2 separate regions of the Arachis hypogaea genome follow, and region 1 is linked to region 2. A link is a contact called in public Hi-C data. All regions are on one chromosome and are shown on one strand. Each heading gives the region's core, a stretch centred on a gene start, on an enhancer-like site or on the middle of the called end of the contact. The rest is flanking DNA. Distances are from core to core; before and after follow the strand shown.

The links. A called contact is a pair of places that touch in the nucleus more often than the background predicts.
Region 1: a contact with region 2 is called in a Hi-C map of leaf, with 2.5 times the contacts expected there. The contact joins the promoter of LOC112729356 here to the promoter of LOC112755580 in region 2. A contact is called at or near these places in 2 of 8 Hi-C or Micro-C datasets (both in leaf).

What each region holds. Positions count from the first base shown.
Region 1 is chr2:98,807,704-98,813,898 of arahy.Tifrunner.gnm2.J5K5, forward strand. LOC112729356 (putative disease resistance RPP13-like protein 1) reads left to right here and starts at 3,622. Exons shown (of 3, transcript XR_011874720.1): 1 at 3,622-6,195. LOC112755631 (cysteine-tryptophan domain-containing zinc finger protein 3) reads left to right here. Exons shown (of 13, transcript XM_025803855.3): 11 at 487-647; 12 at 1,216-1,883; 13 at 2,058-2,301. The coding sequence ends at 1,410.
Region 2 is chr2:98,620,044-98,626,136 of arahy.Tifrunner.gnm2.J5K5, forward strand. LOC112755580 (tubby-like F-box protein 3) reads left to right here and starts at 2,649. Exons shown (of 6, transcript XM_025803767.3): 1 at 2,649-3,680; 2 at 4,627-4,714; 3 at 4,974-5,103; 4 at 5,228-5,410; 5 at 5,508-5,999. The coding sequence starts at 3,348. The coding sequence ends at 5,979.

The DNA of each region.
Region 1 (6,195 bases), core at 2,372-4,871, 190 kb after region 2:
AATTTTTGATTTTGGGTTTCAAAAATTATTATGTCTCATGTAGCTCTATCACATATTTTCCAAACATTGTTCATCAGGCTAGATGTCAGATTCATAAACACAGGTTGGGAAAAAAAAAAAAACTAATGTTGAGCTAGACTAGTTGAAGTCCAGTAGACTTCAGATATTGGTGGTTTAGACCAAAAAGAATCATAATTACAGATCTCATCAGTTGGTGTATAATTAAGAAAGCGATGGCGATAGAATAAGGACAGGTAGATATGGCCAATTTGCTAGATGATAGCAAGTTTAAGATTCTTTGTATTTTTGTCCTTTTATTATGTACCCATTCTTCGCTTCCTCACCAGCACCATTAACTGTGAGAATATTGTTGGTGAAATGGGAGTAGATGTATGTCTAATTCCCTTTTTTTAACCCCTATATCTTTTTCTCTATATTATCATCATTATATCACTATTTTGATTAGCTCCTTGTCACATTTGTTAGGCGAGTCACCTTCATCGTCTGCATCTGATGTTGATAATGTTAACAACTCTATAACAGCAGACAAGGTTGCCTTGTGCAAGATTACCAGCTCCCCCCAAGTTGCTGGAACCCATGTTATTGCTGCCAGAAATCGTCCTAATATGGCGCGACTGCTCAATTATGTAAGTATACACATGAAAATTGTGCTGACAAATTGGGCTTTATCTCAATTATTTATTTTGGAGTACTAGGATTGGAACCTAGATTATTATATTTAGTAAGATACTAACAAATGCAGCAAATTAAATTACAGTAAGTTATGAACATGGTGCACAACTTAGCTAAAAAATACATTTTTGGGACCTTTCTCTTGGATTCAGATCAAGGAGAATTTAAAAACTTGTGAATAGTAGTAAGATCCTAGTGTAAATAATACATAGCAACAAAAGAGTTGTTCAAGTCTAAAACATCCAAGGTCTTTAATCTGAATGAGTTGAAGGATTGAAACACCAAAACAAAGGGAATTAGAATATCAAGGAAACAGGGTTAAGATAGTTCTAAATGGGGACATTGTTCCACAATTCAGGTAGTATGAATAAATAAAAATACCTTCTCTTTCCTAGGCCATTACTTAATTTACATTCATACTTGTCTTTGAATATTTTTTATTTTATTTTTTTCCAATTAAAAATCTTGTTTGATCAGTTGGATCCAATAGGATGTGAATACAAGTGACTTGTCATGTTTCAGGTTCAGGATATGAATTCTGCTATGGAAGCCTCAAGGAGATCACAGAGTGCTTTTGCAGCTGCTAATTCAAACCTTGGTGAGGGTAAGTATGCAGAGGGTTTGTCATCCATCAAGAAGGCTCTTGACTTTAGCTTTCAGGATATAGAAGGTTTACTGCAATTGGTTCGACTTGCTATGGAGGCGATAGCTCGGTGAAGCATCCAGGCAGTTGGAAGATCATCTAGCCTGTTAAGCATTGCTTGTTGGTTAAGTCTGCCTTCGCTGAGACAAATGATGGGCTGAACCGTACTATGAAGGGCACGGTTTATCATATAAAATCTTGTGTATATACATGTCTGCGATGCAAACACAGAAATGGGGATCAGATACCAAGAATGAAGAGTGTGGTAAATCTCTAGAAAGTATGGAGGTATTAAAATTCTGGAGTTGGAGTTTCTTTAAAGCAAGTTCTTAGCTCCTTTGAAATTCTTGCCATTGCTTGGTCTCTTCTCTTTCTCGAGGGAGTATTATTATTTTTTTTTTGCGACCCAAAAATGTAAAGTTATATATATGCTAGAGAAAGGGATTTTGTAGAGCTTTGCATTCAAATGTAGTCACCCATGTTCCAGTTGAAAATAGAGTCACTCTTGGATCATCACTCCAAAGGAAGGAGTTGAAGGGAGTTGAATGTAAGTGAGCCTTTTCTCTTGTAGTTTGGTTTCCTTTACTAAATCCTCTCAATTGAAAAATCCATGTTGATTTTACCATTGATTGGTTATCACTTGGGTCAATCAGTAGTAAAACTGAATTTTTGGATTGAGAGAATCATTTCACTTTCTGATTCTTATTCAACTTGTATGCAGGTTGCCTTGTACAAATTTAGGATCACTGGCGAAACTTTTTTTTCCCCATTTTTTTCTTTCTTTCTTTCCTCATCTTTTTTTTTTTTTGGTTATAAAAAAGGCTATTGGTAGTTGATAGAGAACAGAAGACAATAAATAACAATTGGCAGTGGGAGCATGTACAGCAGGAAATTAACTTTTTAAGTTGCAGTTTGTAATATTATCAATTTTTCTGATATAAAATCTCATGAACAAGGTTGCTCTACTGATTAAGACAGACATTAGATATAATATAACGCTGATGGTCATAAAAGCACTAAGAAAATGCTTGGCTTTAAATATAGATTTTATTTCTCGACACCTTCGTTGGATTATAAGATCGTTACATTATTCATGTATTGTTATATTATAAAAAATGTTATACACACGTACACACAACAAAGTTGATTGAATGATGTTCGTTTTTTATATGGATAGTAGATTAAATTAGATTTAACTAGTGGCGGCACTAATAACCTAGGATGCATAGATACTTCGAACTAGTTGCGCTATTCCATTTGATACATGTCATGTCAAATACTTTGAAGATGCTTCTAGTTATATTTGATATTTATTACTTTTCATAAATTATATATCTAAACAAGTAATATTCATTAATAATAAACCAAATAAATTTGGGTTTAAACTGATTTGTATTAATTCTGATATTAGTATTATGCTCTTAGATAAAAAATTGTTTTATATTTTATCAGATATTGTACTAAAGCCGTATTGTAGTATCTTGTAATTTTTAAACATTGTCATGTCCTGATATCTGCATTATATCATGCAGTATCCCATACTTAATAATTCAAGTTTAGAGGCAAAAAATCAAAGGGAATAGTAGTATTCTTTGGTCTTTTCTAGACCGAAGACCAGTTAATAGTTATTACTTTGTTGCTGGTTTGACAAAGTAACAAAGAAAGATAAATGGAAATCATGTTTGAAGAAGAGAAAAGGGAATTTGGATCACGAATGTTCATATTCCAGGTCTAAGGGAAGGGGAATGGGTACTTAGTAACTTAAACACTTTCCCTTGTTACCTTGAACACGAGGGAATCTTCATTATATCTCTGTAATCTATCACTAAATAGAGAGTTTAACCTTGTTAAAACCTTCTTGACACGTGATACTATTCAATTGTTTTATTTATTCCATTTTATCTTTTTAACAATATTAAACTGAAATGTAGTTCCTAAACTGACAAATGAATTTGAGTTTACACTTTACATACCTACTAAATTTTGAGTTATCAATCTAAACAGGCTCAACAGTACCTAATTTAGAACCGTGGTTCTTTCACAATGAAGCTTAGAAATAGGTACATGGCACATGGGTTTACATTTGATCTGATAGTACATTACAATTTCTTCATGCAATAATTTAGGCAAGTAGGACAAACGCAATAATGCAGATTACTGCAGGAAGGCCTATTATGTAAAACATCATAATTATTATTGATGTGCTTTTTCAACTTTTTCTGAATAAATTTGATTCCATTTGGAAAAATAAAAGTATCTTTTGAAAAAAAAAACAGTAGAAAAAGTAAGAAATGTGTGAAAGAATGTCATGGAAATATCATCTTATTGGCTACTGGATGCAGTGTGGACCATACATACAGTTATGAAAGCACTCAAACATGTCACTTTTTTTTTTCGAGGAAGAGAGAAGGAAGCATCATATGAACTTGTCCCCAAGATCAATGAGCATGTGTGAAGTCAATGTCTTTTTGCTACAAGGAAAACAAAATACATAAGCAATTAAGCATCACTTTCTGAACCTGCTGCTACTTCTTCCTTTACCTTCATTGCAAACATTCATCCACTACTTTCCTTTCTTTTCTTTCTTCTAATCTTGAGATCAACATGGCTGCAAGATTTGTGGGGAAGCTTTTCTCAACTCTGCACTTGGCACTATCTACGACATGCTGATTTCACCCTTACTTGTCAACTTCATCCAGAGAAAGAAGCTTAACCGGAAGCTGGTTGAGAAGCTGGAGACAGTTCTGAAGGCTGCTCATGCTGTGATTAATGATGCCGAGCGGAGGCAGATCGAGGAGGAGGCTGTGAAGCACTGGCTGGACAGGCTGAAGGATGCTGTGTACGATGCTGAAGACATACTTGATGAAGTCACCACCAAAGCTGCCATTCAAAAGGTTCAAGGTAAATCTCTGTCTCGCTATGTCAATTTGCATGGTGATGGTGAGATAGTAACCAAGATAGAAGACATCATTGCTGAATTAGAGTCAATTGTAAATGAGAAAGATGGTCTTGGCTTGAAGGAGATACCGGTGGAGGACATGTCATGGAGAATCCCCTCAACATCTCTGGTTGGTGTGCATCAAATATATGGCAGGGACCAAGATAGGGAGGCCATAGTAAAACTGTTGTTAGATGTCACCAATGACGGTGGAATATCAGTGATTCCTATGGTCGGCATGGGTGGAATAGGAAAGACTACCTTAGCTCAGATGGTTTACAATGATGACCGAGTGAAACAAAAATTTGATGTTAAGGCATGGGTTTGTGATGGGCAAGAAGAATTTGATGTTCTTAAGGCGACAAAGACGGTGATGGAGAAAGTAACTTTTAGTTCTTGCAAGTCAACTGAGTTAAACACAATTCAGGAGAGTTTGAAGGAAGTCCTATCAGGGAAGAAGTTGTTGGTTGTTTTGGACGACATGTGGAGTAACAATTATGATGCCTGGATAAGTTTTTTAAAGCCTTTCAAATCTAGTAACGGGGGTGTTAAGATTCTTGTAACAACCCGTCTTGATTCGATTGCTGATATGGTGAAAACTATTCCAACTTACCATTTGAGTTTGTTGGGTGATGATCACTGCTGGTCAGTGTTTGCAGATCATGCATGTCTTAATTCTGCTGAACCTCATATCCGTTCTGCTTTAGAAGTAGTTGGTCGAAAAATTGTCAAAAAGTGTAATGGGTTAGCTTTGGCTGCTCAAACACTTGGAGGTTTATTAAGAGCAAGAAATGAAGCAGCAGATTGGGAATTTATATTGAGGAATGAAATTTGGGAACTTCCCAAAAAAGATAGTGGGATTCTTCCAGCATTAAGAATCAGTTATCACTACCTCCCTTCCCACTTAAAACGTTGCTTTGTTTATTGTTCTTTATTCCCAAAAGACTATGAATTCAAAAGAGATAAACTGGTGTTATTGTGGATGTCAGAAGGTCTTTTGCAGCAACCAAAGAGTGGCAGCACTTTAGAAGAAGTTGGTTATAAATATTTTAATGATTTGGCTTCGAGATCATTTTTCCAACATTCTAACACTGATGAAAATTCATTTGTCATGCACGATCTCATGCATGATTTAGCAATATTCTATGGTGGAAAGTTTTTTTCTAGAACCTTCGAACTCGAAACTGCAGACAAGCTTGATGCTTGTCCTCGTCATCTTTCATATAGTCCTAATATCAATGATTCGTTATTCTCAGAGATCTCGAAAGTATGTGATTGTTTAAAAAAAGCAAGGACATTGCTGGATGTTGGTTTTAGATCATGGAATGGTTACACAAAGAAAATTGATCCTTGTCGCTTACTTGCACAGTTGAAGCACGTAAGGGTTTTGTCATTTCATTTCTTTCCTCTTGATGATCATGATTCATTACTTGATTCAATAGGTGATTTGATCCATTTGCGTTATTTGGATCTTTCTCATTCACCTATCGAGACATTGCCAGAGTCAATGTGCAAATTGTATAATTTACAAACACTAAAGTTGAGTGAGTGTAGAAGACTAGAAAAGCTTCCAAGCAACATGAAGGATCTTGTAAATTTGCTTCATTTGGATCTCTCTTATACGCCAATTGAGGTATTGCCCGAATCATTGAGTAAATTGCATAATTTACAAACGTTGAAGTTGAGAGAGTGTGTAAACCTTAAAAAGCTTCCAAGCAAGATGCAAGATCTTATAAATTTGCACCATCTCGACATTGAAGATACTAAAATAAAAGAGATGCCGAAAAGGATGAGCAAATTAAAAGACCTGCAGATTTTATATTACTATATTGTCGGCAAGCACGAAGAGAATGGGATAGGGGAATTGGGAGGACTTTTAAATCTTCCAGGGTCATTTCGAATTGAGAAATTAGAGAATGTG
Region 2 (6,093 bases), core at 1,399-3,898:
TATACATAATATATCAATTACAGTTAATCAAGTTTTAAACGGTCTACATTGTAAAAGAGCTATGAATGCTGAAATTCATGTCTTGAATAGGTGTACCTAGATTCTTATTGGACCTCCATCAAATACAACAGTTATAAATAGTAAATGGGTGTTCGCTATTAAGAAAAATCAGAAAGGTGAAATTCTCAGATACAAAACCAGGCTTGTTAGGAAAGGATTCCACCAAAAAAGAAGGGGTGGATTATGAACAAATTTATTCTTTAGTAATCCGACCAACAACAATAAGAGTTATTCTCACCATTGCAGTGTCATTAGGCTAGCCACTGTGACAATTTGACTTCAACAATATTTTCTTAAATGACAAGCTCGAAAAAAATGTCTTTATGGCACAACCTCAAGAATATATGAGTAATAATCATATACTAGTTTGTATGCTAAATAAAGTCGTATATGGCTTGAAACAAACACTTCGTGCTTAGTTCAAGACACCGGCAAAAACTCTTCAAAATTTTGGCTTTAAGAGTACTAAATTTGATATTTGTCTATTTATCAAACGTAATTCCTCCTATGTTGTTTACCTCTGGATGTATATAGATGATATAATAGTGACAAGAAATAATTCAAAAGAAATTGAATCTTTAATTGTTGAATTGAATAAGCAATTCTCTCTAAAAGATCTTGGCAGCTTCAATTTTTTTTTTGGGACTTGAAGACACATATCTCCCATAGGGAGACCTCATGGTGTCACAAACAAAATGATACGTGCTTCAAATGTTCGTGATATGAAGAGTTCAAGTGTTATTTAGAAGATACTAGTTTACATTTTTAGAATGTTTTAATTTAATGTATTTGGATTTTGTTTATTTAATTACTATATTGGGCCTTATGTGTATGGGCTTTAGGGTTTTCTCTGTTTTAACCTAATAAGATGTTATAAATACCTCCTTAGCTATTATAGTCATAGTATAGAATGATTTAGAGGTTTCGAAACCCCTTTTTGGTTTCGTGATGAAACTATGGTGTGGACAATTGAGGTTGAGGAGTCCCTCTTTTGTTGCATCGGAGAATTGAGTAAAAGGTTGAGGAGTCCCTTCGATTCAATTTTCAAACTATGGCGTTGATAAGTTAGGTTGAGGAGTCCATTTCTTGTTGCGTCAAGAAATTGGGTAGTAAGTAGAGTAATTCTCTTTGTACTCAATTTCAATCTATCTTTTTTATTTCTATTTCAATTTTAATGTATCTTTATCTTCTTGTTTATCTTTTATTTCTTCCCATACATATAAGGCCCAATATAGTAATTAAATAAACAAAATCCAAATACATTAAATTAAAATATTCTAAAAATATAAACTAATATCTTCTAAATAACACTTGAACTCTTTATATCACGAACATTTGAAGCACGTATCACAAAATATGCCAAAGAGCTGCTATGCAGGTCTAGAATGGATAATGCTAAACCATTACCTACACCAATGTCTACAAATTCGAAGTTATACTCAAATGATTCTGAGCTCTTCGATAACCCAACTAAATACATATCTATAGTAAGAGTCTTGCAATACTTAACAATGACTAAATCGGATATCACATTTGCTGTCAATCGTGTCTCTTAATTTGTGCATAATTCAACTCTTTTACATTGAAAAAGTGTCAAAAGAACACTTCGATATGTGAAAGGTACAGTGGATAATGGGATTGTGTTAAATAAATATTATAAGTTCAGAATTCTTTCTTTTGCAGACTCTGATTGAGGTGGAGATCTTGAGGATCGAAAGTCAATCACAGGGTTTTACATTTATTTGGACAATAATCTTATATCTTGAAAGAGTAATAAGCAAACTAAAGTCAACAGGAGTAGTACAGAAGCAGAATATCAATCTATGTGTGCTGTCCAGACTGAAATCATGTCAATTCAACAACTTTTGAGGGAGTTAAATGTTTCTCAACTATCTCCACCAATTATACTGTGATAATCAGAGTACATGTCTATTAGCGGTAAATCCTACACTACATAATAGATGTAAACACCTATAATTGGATCTTCATTTCTTGAGAGATCTGGTCAATCAAAAAGCTCTTTATGTGATGCACATACCTTTATGTTCCAGAGGCTTACCTAGAACCGAATGATTGGGCTCAACTGGGGACCCAAACGTTAAAAGAGGGTGTCTCCGAGCTATTACTGCTTGGGAGCCTCCGTCCGAGTTGTATGTTTTGAAGAACGGAGGGTGGTACCTGCAGAGGCACTCTGATGCCAAGTCAGCAAAAGGGATAAACAAGTTTAAAGTATTGGAACTTAGTTTATCTGAGTGTATTTATAGATGATAAGCCAATAACCATCGTTGAAGTAGTTTCACTTCTAATGGTGAATAGAGTCTTAGAGTTGTTGAGATATCTTTTTTAAAAGTGAATGAAAAATTTAAGGAGACAGTTATTTATTTGAATCTACCAACACGTATTGAATCTAACCTCTTTAGGAAATCGGATAAATTAGTGAGGACCAATCCAAACTTTATTGACTTAATTGTGCCTGATCATTACATTAGACCAGGATATGAAGAGTATACATAACAACAATTATAAATTTAATAGTAATTAATTTTTTATTTTACTACGTTATATTTTTTTTTCCCGTTGGAGTGAGTGAGAGGTGTGAACCTCGTAGGATGTAAATTGTGGGTGCAAAAGATGACCCAAGTGGAAGAGAGAAAACAGAGAGAGAGATGAATTTGTGGACTAAACCCAATCCACACAAACACACAAAAACACTATCGTATCCGTATCTATTTCTTTCTGTTTGTCCCAACAATCTCTTTTCTTCTTGGATAAGGCCGTTACTGTCATTCTTACTGTTACTGTTTCTCTTTCTTACAGCCCCCACTCTTCTCTCCTTTCTTCACCTTTCCCTTCTCTCTCTTCTTATTCTTCCATTTCCACATGCTTCCAAGGGAAAGGGAAGAAGCAGCAGCTGAAGAAGAAGAAGGGTGGCACTGAATCGTATACTCTTCCTTCATCAACTTTGTTTCCTCACTCAATTCACTTTATCTACTCTTTTCTTTTCTCTTGTTGTTTTTCTTTTTTGATAAAGTGTTGTGATTTTCCAATGTGAGAGAAAAAGAAAGTGTATATTTCACTCTTGCTACTGCTAGTGCTTCGTTTGTTTGGCAAAAAGGAAAGCTTTTTCCTGGGAAATTTTCCACCTTTCTATGTTTTTCTGCATCAGCTAGTAAAAGGGTAAGTAGGGGTGTTGTAGAATTCTAAAGGGTTTGCAGCAAAAATGGGAAATTGATTTGAGTTTAAGAGAGAGAGAGAGAGGAGGAAGAGGGCAGAGGAGGTTTGAAACGATGTCGTTTAGGAGTATAATCTTTGATATGAAGGGTTTGAGATCCAGGTCACAATCACACCACAGAGATGGTGTTGGTGGTGTTGTTAGTGTTAGTGAGGGTGGTGGTTTGGTGGTTCTTGATGGGTTGAAGCAGAGTTGTTGGGCTAACATGCCACCTGAGCTATTGAGGGATGTGCTCTTGAGGATTGAGGCCTCTGAAGATGCCTGGCCTGCCCGGAAACATGTCGTTGCCTGTGCCGGCGTATGTCGCAGCTGGAGGGAGATCATGAAGGAAATTGTCAAGTCCCCTCAAATTTCCAGCAAGCTCACATTCCCAATCTCATTGAAGCAGGTCCCTCTCAGTTACTTGCTTTAGTTTGTTTGAGATTCCTTGCAAAATATGTGTTTTGAATTTGTTATGGTTCTAGTTAATTCAGTTCAAGTAGTGAGCTGATGATTTGATAGTGTTCGGCTCGTGAACCGCGACCCTTCTATGTTTGGTTAGCTTAGAGAACTTTGTTATATCCGAAACAGACTTCATGAATAGGTGAAATGGTTATCCTTTTATGTGTGATTCTGATGAGTGTGACTAAAATTCATTCGGGGAAGAAACAATTTATTGATTGATCTCCATATTTGTTGGGCAGGCATATTTAAGGGATGTGATACTACTCTTAGTTTGTGTATGCCAAATTGAATGCCCAACAAAGAGTGAGTGAGTAATTAATAAAGATTGGGTGCAGTTGTTAACTTCTCTCCAAGATGAGAACCAAGCTTTAAATCCTTTAGTAAGCAATTGTTATTAGGTTCTCTTAATAGCTACGGTGTTAGGGGAAGAAAATACCTTCAAGATCAAAAAAGAGAGGGAAAAAGAAGACGAGAGTGGTGATTGAGTGAGAGATCAAGAATGATTGTTGGAATTTAGGAACTTAACGAGAAAGAAAGAGACAGAATGAAGACTATGCTTTTGCCATCCAATAAGGTTGAGATGGCTGGAGTTGAACTTCTATAACTGGAATGTCTAATTAGTCAGTCAAAACAAGTGATAAGGATTGAATATTGATTGGGTACTTTAATACTAGTAGCTTACAAGAATTGGTATTATTGGTTTTACTAAGTTTATATTTTGTTGAAAGTGTTTTATATTGTAATCTTGATGATCCACTATTTACTGAAATCTCTGCTCTCTTCTACTGTGAAGTTCTTATTGTATTAGGAAGGTTGTAACAGTTGTCAACAGTTTGCGATCCCTTTTATTCACTGCCAAGCTTTGACCGACTTCTGTTATAATTATGCAGCCTGGTCCAAGAGATTCTCTTCTCCAGTGTTATATTAAACGCAATCGTAGTAATCAAACATATTATCTGTACCTTGGTTTAAATCAAGGTGAGTGCTTCTGAACATTTATTCTATATAGTACTCCCTTCATTCCATATCAATTAGTCATGTTGACTTTTCTAGTATATTCAGAAAATTAATGTAAAAAAAAATTTAAAGTGACTTATCAATCTGGAATGGAGTTAGTATCATGCTTTTTAAACCTTTTGGCACAAGCTTATAGACTTGTACCAATATAATATTTGAAGAACCCCTTTTATTTAATCTTTCTTTATGCATTGTGAGATTTACCTTAATAATCTGGCAGCCTCAACTGATGATGGAAAGTTCCTTCTTGCTGCACGCAAGTGTCGTCGTGCAACTCACACCGACTATATCATCTCTCTTAACTGCGACGACGTATCAAGAGGGAGTAGCACCTATATTGGAAAACTCAGGTATATTAGCTCATATTTGGCCTGACATGTTATGGCTTACTAATCATTATCTTTTATATGTGTTTTTATATAAAAAAGATAATTATCTTCTGTGACTGAAATCACCTCTTTCTTTTGGTAATAGATCAAACTTTCTGGGGACTAAGTTCACCATATATGATGCGCACCCTCCACTTTGTGGAGCTTCCAAAGTTACAAAGTCTCGTTCCACCAGGCTGGTTAGTCTTAAGCAAGTGTCTCCAAGAGTTCCTGCCGGCAACTATCCCATTGCGCATGTTTCGTATGATCTGAATGTTTTGGGATCCAGGTATGTGGATTATTGCTTAAAATAACTATCCTTGCAATGCTATTTTGTTGAGTTATTGTTGCAAATAACTAAAAGTTGTTTGCTGAAATGTTAGCAGGGGCCCTAGGATAATGCAATGCGTTATGGATGCCATCCCCGCATCGGCTGTTGAACCAGGAGGTGTAGCTCCAACACAGACTCATTTTCTTCATAGCCGAATTGAAACTTCTCCATCTATTCCCTTTTTTAGATCAAAATCAACCCGTGTCGACAATCTCCAACTGGTTCCTTCGACTACTCAAAACGAGGGAATGCTTGTGTTACGAAACAAGTCCCCTAGGTGGCATGAACAACTCCAGTGCTGGTGTTTGAACTTCAATGGACGAGTGACAGTAGCTTCGGTTAAAAACTTTCAGCTGGTTGCATCACCGAAAAATGGAGTTTCTGAGCAGGCTCAGGAAAATGTTATTCTACAGTTTGGAAAAGTTGGAAAAGATGTATTCACCATGGATTACCAGTATCCAATCTCTGCCTTCGAAGCATTCGCAATTTGCCTTAGTAGCTTTGACACCAAGATTGCTTGTGAATGATTACCAAGATTGATAAGCAGGTATTCTTAATCCCAATAGAATAGTTTATTAGTTTAATCTGGAGGTAGTTGTTTCAACTTTCAACTTAACAATGAAAATGTCTAGGGTGCAAGG